4 separate regions of the Mus musculus genome follow, and regions 1, 2 and 4 are each linked to region 3. Evidence: chromatin contacts called from public promoter capture Hi-C data. All regions are on one chromosome and are shown on one strand. Each heading gives the region's core, a stretch centred on a gene start, on an enhancer-like site or on the middle of the called end of the contact. The rest is flanking DNA. Distances are from core to core; before and after follow the strand shown.

Region 1 (2,916 bases), core at 88-2,587, 890 kb before region 3:
GTCTCAGGTGGCCTCTGACACACTCGGGGTCTGTCTTGCCAATTCTCGGGCCTGTTCTGGTGCCTCAGAAGGGCCTAGGACAGGGTCCTTGCGGAGTTCCTGGAGGCGCCGAAGGAGTGTCTGCAGGTGCCAGGCTTGCGATGTGCAGGCTTTCGGGGCCCGAGGCAGCGCTCGGCGGGTAAGGCGGCCCAGCGCCAGGCGCACCGGGCGCTGCAGCAGGCCATAGAGAAAGGGGTGAGCCGCGAAGGCGGAGTAGGCTACCCAGGTGACAGTAGCCTCGGCCGCTGCGGCGCGCGCCGCGGGCGCCAAGCACGCGCAGCCATAAGGCAGCCAGCAGGCTGCAAACTGGCCCACGGCCAGGGCTGGGGCCAGGGCCGCCTTGCCCCCCAGCAGACGTGGCCGGAGGGGCGGCAAGAAGGAGAGGCGACTGTCTAGAGAGTCGGAGCGGGGCCGGGTCCCGCGCGGAGGCCGGAGGGCGGCGCGCCGCGCCACCAGGAAGATGCTACCGTAGGCGGCCAACAGCAGGAGGGCGGGCAGCGCGAAGGCTAGCATCGCCCAGAGCGGCCGGAAGGGCCCGAGCCCCCCGGCCAGGACGGAGCAGCGAGCTGGGGCCGGAGGTGGCGCAGGCGGTGGCCCGAGCAAGGAGAGCGCGCCCAGGAGCGCGGCCGCGGACCACACCGCGGTGAGCACCAGCGCGGGCGCCGGGCGCGCGCCTGGCCGCAGCGGATGCACTATGAGGCGGTAGCGCGCCAGGCCGAGAGCGGCCACGCCGAGCGTGCATGCGGGGAGCAGAGCCGCCGAGAGGAAGCGCGCCGCTCGGCACGACGAGGGGTCCAGGGGCACAGTGCCCAGCCCGGGCGGCGCGGCCAGCAGGCCCAGAGGCATGATGGAGGCAGCCGCCAGCAGGTCCACGACGCACAAGTGCGCTAAGTAGAAGGCATCTTGAAGGTCCGGCGTGCGCAGCACCACCACGAGCAGAGTGCCGTTGCCCAGCACGGCCCCCACCTCTACGAGAACCGCCAGGATAAACCCCACCGAGCCCGCGAGTTCGGTGACGCTGAGCCCCGAGCCGTTGGCCATCTGAACGTTCAGGCTTCACTGGGGTTTGCTAGAGGAAGAGCGGAAATGGAGCCTCTGGCTCCAGGATTCCCATCACCTGTCCCATGCTCCTCAAGACCCCTCACCTCGTAGGCTGCCCAGGAGGTGACTCCAACGCCCAGGCTGCCATCTTCTTGTGGGGTTTGGTGGGCCCTATGGGTGGATGCAAGGCTGAGCCTGGCTCGGCTTTCTCCCCCTGCCCTAGCACAGCTCCAGCCACTCAGCCTCTGTGGAGATGGTACCGGCTGTCACTCTGATGCTCCCCTTTGAAGACACACACAGCTTAGTAAGGGAGGGGCAGGGCCTGGTGCCAGCCCCCTTGGCTCTAACAGCTGCCAGCTGGAGACTGGAGGCTCTTCTGTGAAACTGCCCGAGGGTACAGTTTACTGAGCCTAGACCCATACCCACCTTGCTCAGGAGTGCGACGTGGGGGCAGTTCGGTCAGACATTACTTTTCTCAAGGTAGCCCAGGAATCAGGAAAAACAAAAAACCGAAACTTTAGATGTGCTTGGAACCCCCAGGAGGTCTTGAGGGGAGGAGAGAGAGAAATCTCAGGGCATGGCACATAATGGCTGCTCAGTCAGTGTTACCTTGGCACCTCACCTTATGGAATACTTGTGAAGTGGGGGGCTTAGCAGAAAAATGGATGCTTAGCTGGTCTTGGACTTTGACTGCTGGCAAACCAGCTCTCTTCTAAAGCGCACCCTGCACATGCATCATTAGCACCACCCCTTCCCAACCTCAGAGCTCTGAAGCTTGAGCTAACAAGACCTACCACAAGAAGCACAGGCTCGGGCTGGTGAGATGGCTCAGTGGGTAAGAGCACCTGACTGTTCTTCTGAAGGTTCGGAGTTCAAATCCCAGCAACCACATGGTGGCTCACAACCATCCGTAACAAGATCTGACTCCCTCTTCTGGAGTGTCTGAAGACAGCTACAGTGTACTTACATATAATAATAAATAAATCTTAAAAAAAAAAAAGCACAGGCTCAGTATGTAGCATCTCTGCCTCCCTCCCCCAGGTAGGTGGCTCAAAAGGTAACTCCAGCGGGAGGGGCCCATGCTCCAGTTACAATCACCCAACTTCATGACAACTCTACCTAGACAGTGACAAGGAAGCAGGTGTCTGAAGGGCCTTCTCCCTTGAACCAGACTTGAGTGTCTCCCTAGGCAAACTCCTCAGGATAGAGCTTTCTTTTCTCCCACACCCGATCCAATTGGTCAAAGGTCCAGGGAATCTAGTCATTTCTTATCACCAATACCGCTGCCCCACCAACCCTGCTGCCCACTCAGAGCGTCTGTCCCAGCATTCCCCTAACTGGCCTTGCCTTTTTTGCTCCCGAGTCTCAAACTGCTCAGCTGATTTGTCCTTCGGTCCCTTCTCCACTCTACCTTCCTGTTCTCGACCTTCCCGGGCTTCGCTGGGGGAATATTCAGCCAACGGAAGTTCCCAGCAGAAAACTAGAGAGTGGGAAGAGGGAGGAAGCTATGATGTTTCCCCTCACAGCTTAGCCTAAGCCTCTACAGCCCTCTGTGGGAGACAGCCTCCAGCCTGAAGCTATGGCTTCCCTCATGGAGGCTCTTCTGTGTTCTCGTTCGTGCAAGACTTGCATGGTCACTGTCTCCTTCCATTATCCATCCAACCTCTGGGTGGTGATAGCTTCCTTGCTATCGCCCATCGCTGGATTGCCTCATTGTCTCCTGTGCGATCATTTCTGTTCTCTCCCTGTATCCAGTCCCCCTGGCCTTTCTTTTTTTTTTTTTTTAATTTATTTATTATATGTAAGTACACTGTAGCTGTCTTCAGACACACCAGA
Region 2 (2,700 bases), core at 2-2,501, 920 kb before region 3:
GCAGAGGCAGGGGGATTTCTGAGTTTGCGGCCAGCCTGGTCTACAGAGTGAGTCCCAGGACAATCAGGGCTACACAGAGAAAAACCCTATCTTGAAACAACAACAAAAAAAGCTTTTCGGAGACAAGGTCTACCTGAATTACTCAGGCATCTCAGACTTACAATTCTTCAGCCAGTAGCTGTGATTACAGGCCTGTTTTCACCTCTCTAGCATCATCTCACATCTAATATATGTGAAAAGAAACCACGAGGGCTGGTGAGATGGCTCAGCAGGTAAGAGCACCCAACTGGGGCTGGTGAGATGGCTCAGCAGGTAAGAGCACCCGACTGCTCTTCCGAAGGTCCAGAGTTCAAATCCCAGCAACCACATGGTGGCTCACAACCATCTGTAACAAGATCTGACGCCCTCTTCTGGAGTGTCTGAAGACAGCTACAGTGTACTTACATATAATAAACAAATAAATAAATAAATAAATAAATAAATAAATAAATAAATAAATAAATCTTAAAAAAAAAAGAGCACCCAACTGCTCTTCCGAAGGTCCTGAGTTCAAATCCTAGCAACCACATGATGGCTCACAATCATCCGTAAGGAGATCTGACTCCCTCTTCTGGAGTGTCTGAAGACAACAACACTGTACTTACATATAATAAATAAATAAATCTTAAAAAAAAAAAAAAAAAGAAACCACGAAACTGCCACTCTGGGGAACCAGCCCAGGCTGTTGGAGTAGACTTGGACTATCGTTGCCGCTTTTCTCTCTCTAATTTTCGGCACCCTAAATCCAGTCTATTCTTTTCCCTAGTACATTCTTCACTGTCTTCAGGCAGCCAGCGCCCTTGTGTGGCAGTCTGCATGAGTCTCATAGCTCTTCTCCTCTCCTCTGCCCTCTCCAGTGCATTCCACACAGGAGCCCGGTGAGCTGTTTAAGAACACAGATTCTTCGCTCCATTAACATTCATCCCTCAAAGGCCCCCTCGGCTTTCAGAGTCTTTGGAAGTCTAGCCCAAGAGCAAAGTAGGCACTGGAGGAAGAGAAGGAAGCAAACACGGGCTGGCCGCCGTCGTGGTCCATGCTAACACCACGCTCTTAACCCCAGTAGCAAAAGCCTGCTGTTGGAGGATGAACAGTTATAACCCAGTCTAGGCTACACAGCAAGAAAGACCCGCTCAAAAAATAGCGGGGAGGGGTTAAGCAAAGAAAGAAATCTGTGACGCTAAGAGGGCGTGGCCAGGCTCTAACCCCTCCCCTTTCTAGGCTTCAACTCTTTCCGGCCTTGGAACCTTTTTTCTCCGCCAGCAGTGAGGGAAGCTTTTCCGTTGGACTTTCCGGCGGTGTCGGCCCTATTTCCCGTGCTGCACTGCGGGCCTTTCTCTTTCTCTTCCGGTCTCCGGCGCTGCGGGAGCCGCGGGTTACCGTGAGTGTTGGCCTTACGGCATCCGATGACATCCGTGACTACAGGGCGGCGGCGGGTCGCGAGGCAGGCGACACGGGTGGCAGGAAGGACAGGGCGGGCAGCTGCTTGGCTATGGGGCATCGAGATTGCCGGGCGGGGGTGGTTCCCGGTCGTCCTCAAGGAACGGATGGCGGGGAAAGCCGCCCCGGGGCCGGCAAGCTCAGTCTCAGGACCGACCTCCTTGCTCGCGTTTGAGAGGTGGGGTCGCGTTTTGTGAGTGTTGCCAGGCTGGCGGGTGTCGTAAATCGGAAGCGTCTGCTGCAGCCTCTGGTTTCTTCATGTTACCCCAGCTCAGGGCGGCAGAGGTGTGCCGGTCTGGGGAAGCCCAGAACTGATCTCGTGGCTTTCTTGCAGGTGCAGACATGGCCAAGTCCAAGAACCACACCACACACAACCAGTGTAAGTTCCTTGGGCTCCGGCTGGCGACTGTACCCCAGCGAGGATTGGGTTAGGGTTGCTAGATCAGAGCTGGAGGGAGGGCAGGTCACCCTTCAGGTGAGCCTTGAAGATGATTGTGTGTTTAGCTACTTTGGAGATTACAAATTTGGGAGCCAGGAATCCGCTTAAAAAGCCCATAGTGCTTTCCACCCATCCTTAGTGTATTCTCAAAAGACTGCCAACCATGATGTTAGGTGGTCTTATTGGAAGATACCTCATTTTTTTTTGACCTGTAAATATTTGTTACCCTACAGCCCGCAAATGGCACAGAAATGGCATCAAGAAACCCCGGTCGCAAAGATACGAATCTCTTAAGGGGGTGAGTGATGACAGTGGGTCATAAACTATCCCTTGGCTCCAGGTCTACAGGGTAGGGCCTCTTGTAAGTCATGTCTCCTCCACCACCAGCGTGTGTGTTTCGAGCTAGGATTTCTCTGTGTAGTCCTGGTTGTTCTAGAACTCACTATGTAGACCAGGCTGGCTTCGAACTCTGAGCTCTAGGGATTGTGTTGCCTAGCTTCTCCTTGTCTCCCATGTCAGACTCAACAGAAAAGCCTTCCTTGACCTTCCCAGCCCCTGGTGTAATCTCCTGAGAACAGAACTGCTTCTCTTGCTCCGTGGAGCCTTGAGGGAGGGAGGGAGTCGTTCTGTATATTGGGTACCTCATGGTCTGCGTCTAAACGCAACTCTAGTTCTGTACATTTGATTGCACCCAGATAATAGACTGGGGATAACTGAGGCTGTACTAGGTCTGTTTGCTGCCTGCAACCACGCTCTCTGATGTGAATCTGATGGACTAGGCTTGG
Region 3 (2,746 bases), core at 155-2,654:
CCCTGAACAGCAGACCTGAGATCCCTGTATGTCAAACAGGGACCAGTAGGAGGTGGGAAGCTAGAGCCCTTTGAGGTCCCCCAGAAGTCTGGTTTCTATATTATATCTGGCATTGAGAAGCTGGAACCTGCAGGCAGGGGAAGCTGGGAGGGGTGGTCTTTCTCCAAGGCTAGGGATTCTATCTCTGATGGCTCAGGCTAGCTCTGATCAGTAAGTTACCGCCTGGGCTAGTGTCTTAGGGTTTCTGTTGCTATGGTGAAACACCAGGACCATAAACAACTTGGCGAGGAGGAAAGGATTTGATTTCAGTTTACAGTTTCACATTGTAGCCCATCACTGAAAGAAGTCATGGCAGGAGCTTGGATGCAGGAGTCGGTACAGAGGCACCATATAGGGTGCTGCTTACTGACTTGCTCCTCATGGCTTACTCAACGGCTTTCTTATACACCCCAGGACCACCTGCCCAGGAGTAGCACTACCCACAGTGACCTGGGCCTTCCCAAATCAATTACCAATCAGGAAACTGCACCACAGGCTTGTCTACCAACCAAAGGGATGGGGGGTCTTCTCAACTGAGGGTCTTTCTTCCTAAATGACTCTAACTTGTGTCAAGTTGGCATAAAAATACCCAGCATAGCTTAGTCCTTATATTTAGTTGCAACCTCCAGACAGCTTGAACTCCTACTAGCTTGGAAGCAGAGAGAATCGGTCACAGGAGGACGTCCTCCCTAGTGTCCCCCACCGTGTGTAGTTTCTAGAATGTGCAGGGGGGCTAGCAGGGCAGGAGGGGGTCCAGGATGCTGATGATGTCACTAGTGAGTCCCGGAGCCCATTAAGCTTCTCACTGGCCCCTGGATTCCGAGTTCCGCCAGACAAATGAACCTTCTAAATAATATTTCCTGGTGGATCCACATAGGGGAGACACAGATCCTCACAGTGGCCTAAAAGGTGACAACAGCAAACATTACCCAAAGTGGTCAGAAATGTAAACAGGCCAGTTCTAGGGCTGTGGAGGGTTTGAAAAAGACCGAGAATCTGCCTGGAGGGTGGTGAGCTTGGAGAGAGGCTGACTTTCTCTTACCTGGTAGGTAGAAAGCTTGGAGAGAGGCTGGGACTCTCTCCTCTCTCTTGCCTCCTGCCGCACCCCGCTGAGAATATTGGGTACCAAGCTCTCTGTTCTGGGAGATGTTTCTTGAGGCTCCCACGCACATCACCACATGATCTCCAGCCTAGACCTCTCCATCAGAGGCTTGGCCTGGCCCAGAGCAAGACAGGAGGGTCCCTGGGCCAGGCACCCACTGCCTCTTCCATTCTCCCTGGCACCAGGTGCTTTGGTCTATCAGGTGACTGGCAGGCCTCAAGATTCCTCTGAGAGTTCAGGTCTGACATCACAGTGCTCCAGACATCCCTCTTACCACCCACCTTGATTGTCCCAGAGGCTGAGATTTGGGCTAGGTTCTATTTTGCAAAGCTACACACACACACACACACACACACACACTGCTTCCTTCAGTCCATCTGGGTGCTTCTACGAGCACTTCTTCAGTCAGCCTGTTTATAGTGCAGTGGGATGCGGTGGGGGGTGGGGGTGGGGGAGTAGGGAGGGGAGCTCTCAGATCCTGACACAAGAGTTATTGACATGTGGCATCCTTTCTTCCAGACCTCACTCAGAGAGCACAGGCTGAAGCAAGCATTTTCTGTGTGTCTGACATGTGAGGGACAGCCTGCCTTTCAGGACCCACTCTGCTGGCTTAGAGAAAGGGTACTGACCAGAGCTGCTTCCAAAGTTTTAGTCAGGGGAGGCTGCCTAGAGAAGGCACAGAGACATACATGCCCAGTCACTTTCTCTTTCTGCTTGCTGGCCAGGATGTGGGTATGGCTCTGGCCAGCCTATGACTTTTCCCAAGAAATCCCGTGGAAGTTAGCTCTCTCTCCTAGCAAGCTCCGTGGTACCCAGAAGATCTCACAGTCCAGACAGATTCCCTTGTGGTGACCACTCAGGCTTTCCCATCTCAGAGGCAGCTGGAAACCCAGCACAGTAGGTCCCTCATCCACAGCCTGGGGACGAACTTCTGCAGTCATACAATTTAAAGCTTTTTTTCTGGATCCTGGAGCCCCTTAGATCTAAAGCTGGAGATGAGAGCTAACCCCTCAGAAGCTGTCCAAGGAAGGGGACTTAGCAAAATCATCTTAGAGGCCTGGCACCTATGAGCCTAGAGGAGTCAAGATGGTGAGAATAGATGGAAACCTGTCTGCTTGGTACCCAGGCACCCATCTGACATGACCCAGGAGGGCAGAAGACAGGCTTAGGCAAAGGCTGAAGGTTGGATGAAGGCCCAGAGTCCAGCTGCCTGCACTGGTGGGGCTGGAATCTGTGTCTTGCCATGGCTATGATCCTGCTGGATGTCACAACTCAGGGGGCTGCCTTGTGACCTGGAAGGGGAGGACAGGAAAACACCCAATCCTGGTACAGGTCACCCTCACAATGACTTCCCCTGGTCACCCCTCACCCGACTGCTCTTATGATCCCTCAGGACCCTCAGCCTTTCTCTTCCAGACTCACCTGGCTTTTCATCTTTGACCCAGCCAATAGGTTCTCGATTTTGACTAAAACAAGGCAAAGGGAAGCCGAGCATGATGTGTCTGTCTGCCACCCCAGCATTTTAGAGGCACAGACAGTAGGATTGTGAGTTCGAGACCCAGCTGAACTCCATCATAGGAAAAGCCTATCTAAAACCAAAACAAG
Region 4 (2,701 bases), core at 48-2,547, 580 kb after region 3:
GCTCATTGTATTAGGGATAATAGAAAAGACTGCATGCCAGGCTTTTCCTTCCTTCTGCAAACATTAGTTGAGCATTGTGAGATTAGACATAGGCTCTGTCAAGTTTGCCAAAAGGTTCCTATCCAGTACTGGGATGGATGTTAATGGCCAAGACTCTTCGTACTCAGGGGCCCAGATACAATGATAACATGGCCTAGAGGAAGTGACCAGAGTCGGGGAAAGACATGAAGAACTCAACAACCCTTCTGGAAGAGGTTATCCAGAAACCCTGAAGCAATTTCTCTGGCAATCTTCTGGCTTCAGCCCCAAGTTCTTCACTTGTTGGGTCCCATCTGTCCTCAGCTATGGGTGGTAATGCAAATAGGCTTGCTCAACATGTGACCCTGTTCCCAGGATGGCTGGGCCGGGCAGATCACTAGCAGGGTAAGATGGAATGGAGCCTGGGTCCAGACAATGGAAAACCTAAATGTGGCCTTTATTTATTGTCTCAGGATGGTCCTCAGGACTTGATGGGCAGTGGGATGGACCTTCAGTCCTCTTGCCTCCTTGAGAAGGGACAGAAATATGGTTAAGAACTTCATTGGAAATTCCTTCCTAGTACTTCCACAATACCATAACCTAGCCCAGGTCACCTGGGTCATGTTGCTTAGGAAATGTTTAAGGATTATTACAAAGAGAAGAAAGCAGACCCCATGCTACATCATAGGTGACTTTTAGTTTGGGAAATTCAGAACTATACAGAGGGGACTGACTGAGCCAGCCATGAGGCTGGTAATTTAGTTGGGAAAGATTTTGGCTTCACAGGAGTTGGATGTAGGATGGTCTGAGGGCCTCACTGTCTTGTCATTTCCAAATTGATCACAATTGCACACATAGTCCTGTGTGTTTATTCCTGTCTAGGAGGTGCTCCAGGGACTGCCCATGTGGTTCTAAGTAGATCCAACCCTTTGGATCAGGGTTGGGGAACTGGGCAGGGCCCTGGTCTCCTGCAAACTACTTCTAGCCAGGAGACTCCTGTGCAGTTCCAGGACTCAGGTTCTTCTCCAAGTCCTCACTCCTAACTCCTTACTTCGGGATTAGGAAGGGCCCCTTCGCCTCCTGTTGCTGGGTTTTGAGTCTGATGGCCTAAGTGAGCCTAGCAGGTGTTCGCCGCCAACCTGCATGCGCCCTCCCTCGAGTGGGATTCCAGTCTCCGGGTCTGCCAGGGTGGGGGCGGGCCGGGCGAGGAGGCCCCGCCCCCAGCCCGCCCCCGGCCCGGGGTGCGAATCCGCTGCCAGAGAGCGACTGGCGATGCTGGAGGTTCTGGAGTCGAAGCGGCTGCAGCTGGCGCCGCGTCTGCCCCGCGTGCCCGGAGCGGATTCTGCCCGCCGCCCCCGGAGCCCTGCTGAGCGGGTTATCGCTTCCTGCCTGTGACCGACCAGCTTTGCAGGTGCGGAGCAGGGAGGGCTGGGCCGGTGGGGAGGGCGCCTCCTGGATGCACGTTGGGGGGCCTTGGGAGATTGTTTCCCTGGTTAGAGAATCCCCGCGCAGGATGCGCGCGATCACCGCGAGGACTCTGGGGGTCCCAAGCAGGGGCACAGCGCACCGTTTCTGCAGATGCGAGGTGGGGTGGCGTGCGGGGTTGGGCTAAAGTTCCCCATTACCTCTGACGGCTTGGGAGGGTCCCAGAGAAAGCCTCTGCAGCTCCGAATTGTAAAAAACATAAACCCTCGAAGATTCGTGGTGCCCCTTATAGGGGTAAAGGGCCAAGGGCCGAGCGGTCCATCCTCGCTCCTAGAGCGGTCTTCAGCCCCTCCCCAACTGCCCCTGGGGGCCCCCTCCCTCTGGTTTGGCAGTCACTAATTTCCATGACAACGGAGAGTTCTTTATGGGCGACAATCCGGAGGGGGCTGGGCGGGGCTGCTGCGGGGCTGGGGGAGGAGGTTCTAAGCCCGAGTGGACTATTGGCCCCCAAGCTAAGTTCAGGCTTCCAAGCCTTCTGAGGGTCTTTTGTCAAGGGAGGTGGGGGCGCAGCGCACTGACACACGTGCGAGGTGGGGGTGCGGGGCGCACATGTTTCTGCTGGGAGGTGCGGGGCTTGCTGCTCACACGTGTGCCTCCCGCATGTGTGTTGCTGTGCCAGCGGGGGCGAGCCAGCAGCACTGGGGAAGGGGGTCAGAGTGGTACCATGGTGAAGAGCAGGGACTCTGCCTGGAGTCGCAGGGGACAATTAAAGCGTTAGCCTCTCTGTCTTTTTCAGCTTGCTATTGCTTGACAGGAGACCCTGGGCTTTTGAGCCCCAGCCCCATGAAGGGCTGCCAACTGCTCCCCGACCCCAAACCTGTTCTAGCAGGTTCCTTCCTAGAGAACAGGGCCCCCTTTTCCTCACCAAAAGCTCCTAGCTGGTCTATACGACTCTAGTGGGTCTTTTGCACACCAGCCTCCAAACACAGGCTCAGGCTTTGGGGCCCCCAGGACCACCTTTGCAGAAGTAGGCTGGCTTCCCCTCCCCCTCTGAGTTGATTACTGGCAGATTCAGTGACTTCTGAGCCTCCCTTTCCTAACTTGGAAATTAGTATCTCCATTCCCTTCATAGCCAGGATGGGACAGAGGTCTCCCTTTTTTTCCCCTCATTTAGTGTGGATCCCCAGGCGCCCTACCCTGGCTCTGTATATATCTGCTGCAGGCCCTTCTCTGTGTCTTCATTCCCTGGTGGCTACCA

What was found. Promoter capture Hi-C pulls out the DNA fragments that hold promoters and counts their contacts.
Region 1: a promoter capture Hi-C map of liver shows a contact between it and region 3, with 6 times the contacts expected there. The contact joins the promoter of Gpr62 here to the promoter of 4930429P21Rik in region 3. A contact is called at or near these places in 4 of 39 promoter capture datasets (hippocampal neurons, liver and pre-B cells) and 1 of 115 datasets of contacts at active chromatin or transcription factors (bone marrow-derived macrophages).
Region 2: a contact with region 3 is called in a promoter capture Hi-C map of liver, with 8 times the contacts expected there. The contact joins the promoter of Rpl29 here to the promoter of 4930429P21Rik in region 3. A contact is called at or near these places in 2 of 39 promoter capture datasets (liver and pre-B cells).
Region 4: a contact with region 3 is called in a promoter capture Hi-C map of pre-B cells, with 2.1 times the contacts expected there. The contact joins the promoter of Camkv here to the promoter of 4930429P21Rik in region 3. A contact is called at or near these places in 2 of 39 promoter capture datasets (liver and pre-B cells).

Annotation. Positions count from the first base shown.
Region 1 is chr9:106,464,648-106,467,563 of GRCm38.p6, forward strand. Gpr62 (G protein-coupled receptor 62) reads right to left here and starts at 1,338. Exons shown (of 1, transcript NM_001159652.2): 1 at 1-1,338. The coding sequence starts at 1,080. The coding sequence ends at 4.
Region 2 is chr9:106,428,160-106,430,859 of GRCm38.p6, forward strand. Rpl29 (ribosomal protein L29) reads left to right here and starts at 1,252. Exons shown (of 3, transcript NM_001324534.1): 1 at 1,252-1,855; 2 at 2,149-2,213. The coding sequence starts at 1,819.
Region 3 is chr9:107,352,654-107,355,399 of GRCm38.p6, forward strand. It overlaps 4930429P21Rik (a long non-coding RNA gene), which reads right to left and starts at 1,405. Exons shown (of 5, transcript XR_003948243.1): 1 at 1,082-1,405.
Region 4 is chr9:107,934,623-107,937,323 of GRCm38.p6, forward strand. Camkv (CaM kinase-like vesicle-associated) reads left to right here and starts at 1,298. Exons shown (of 11, transcript NM_145621.2): 1 at 1,298-1,429.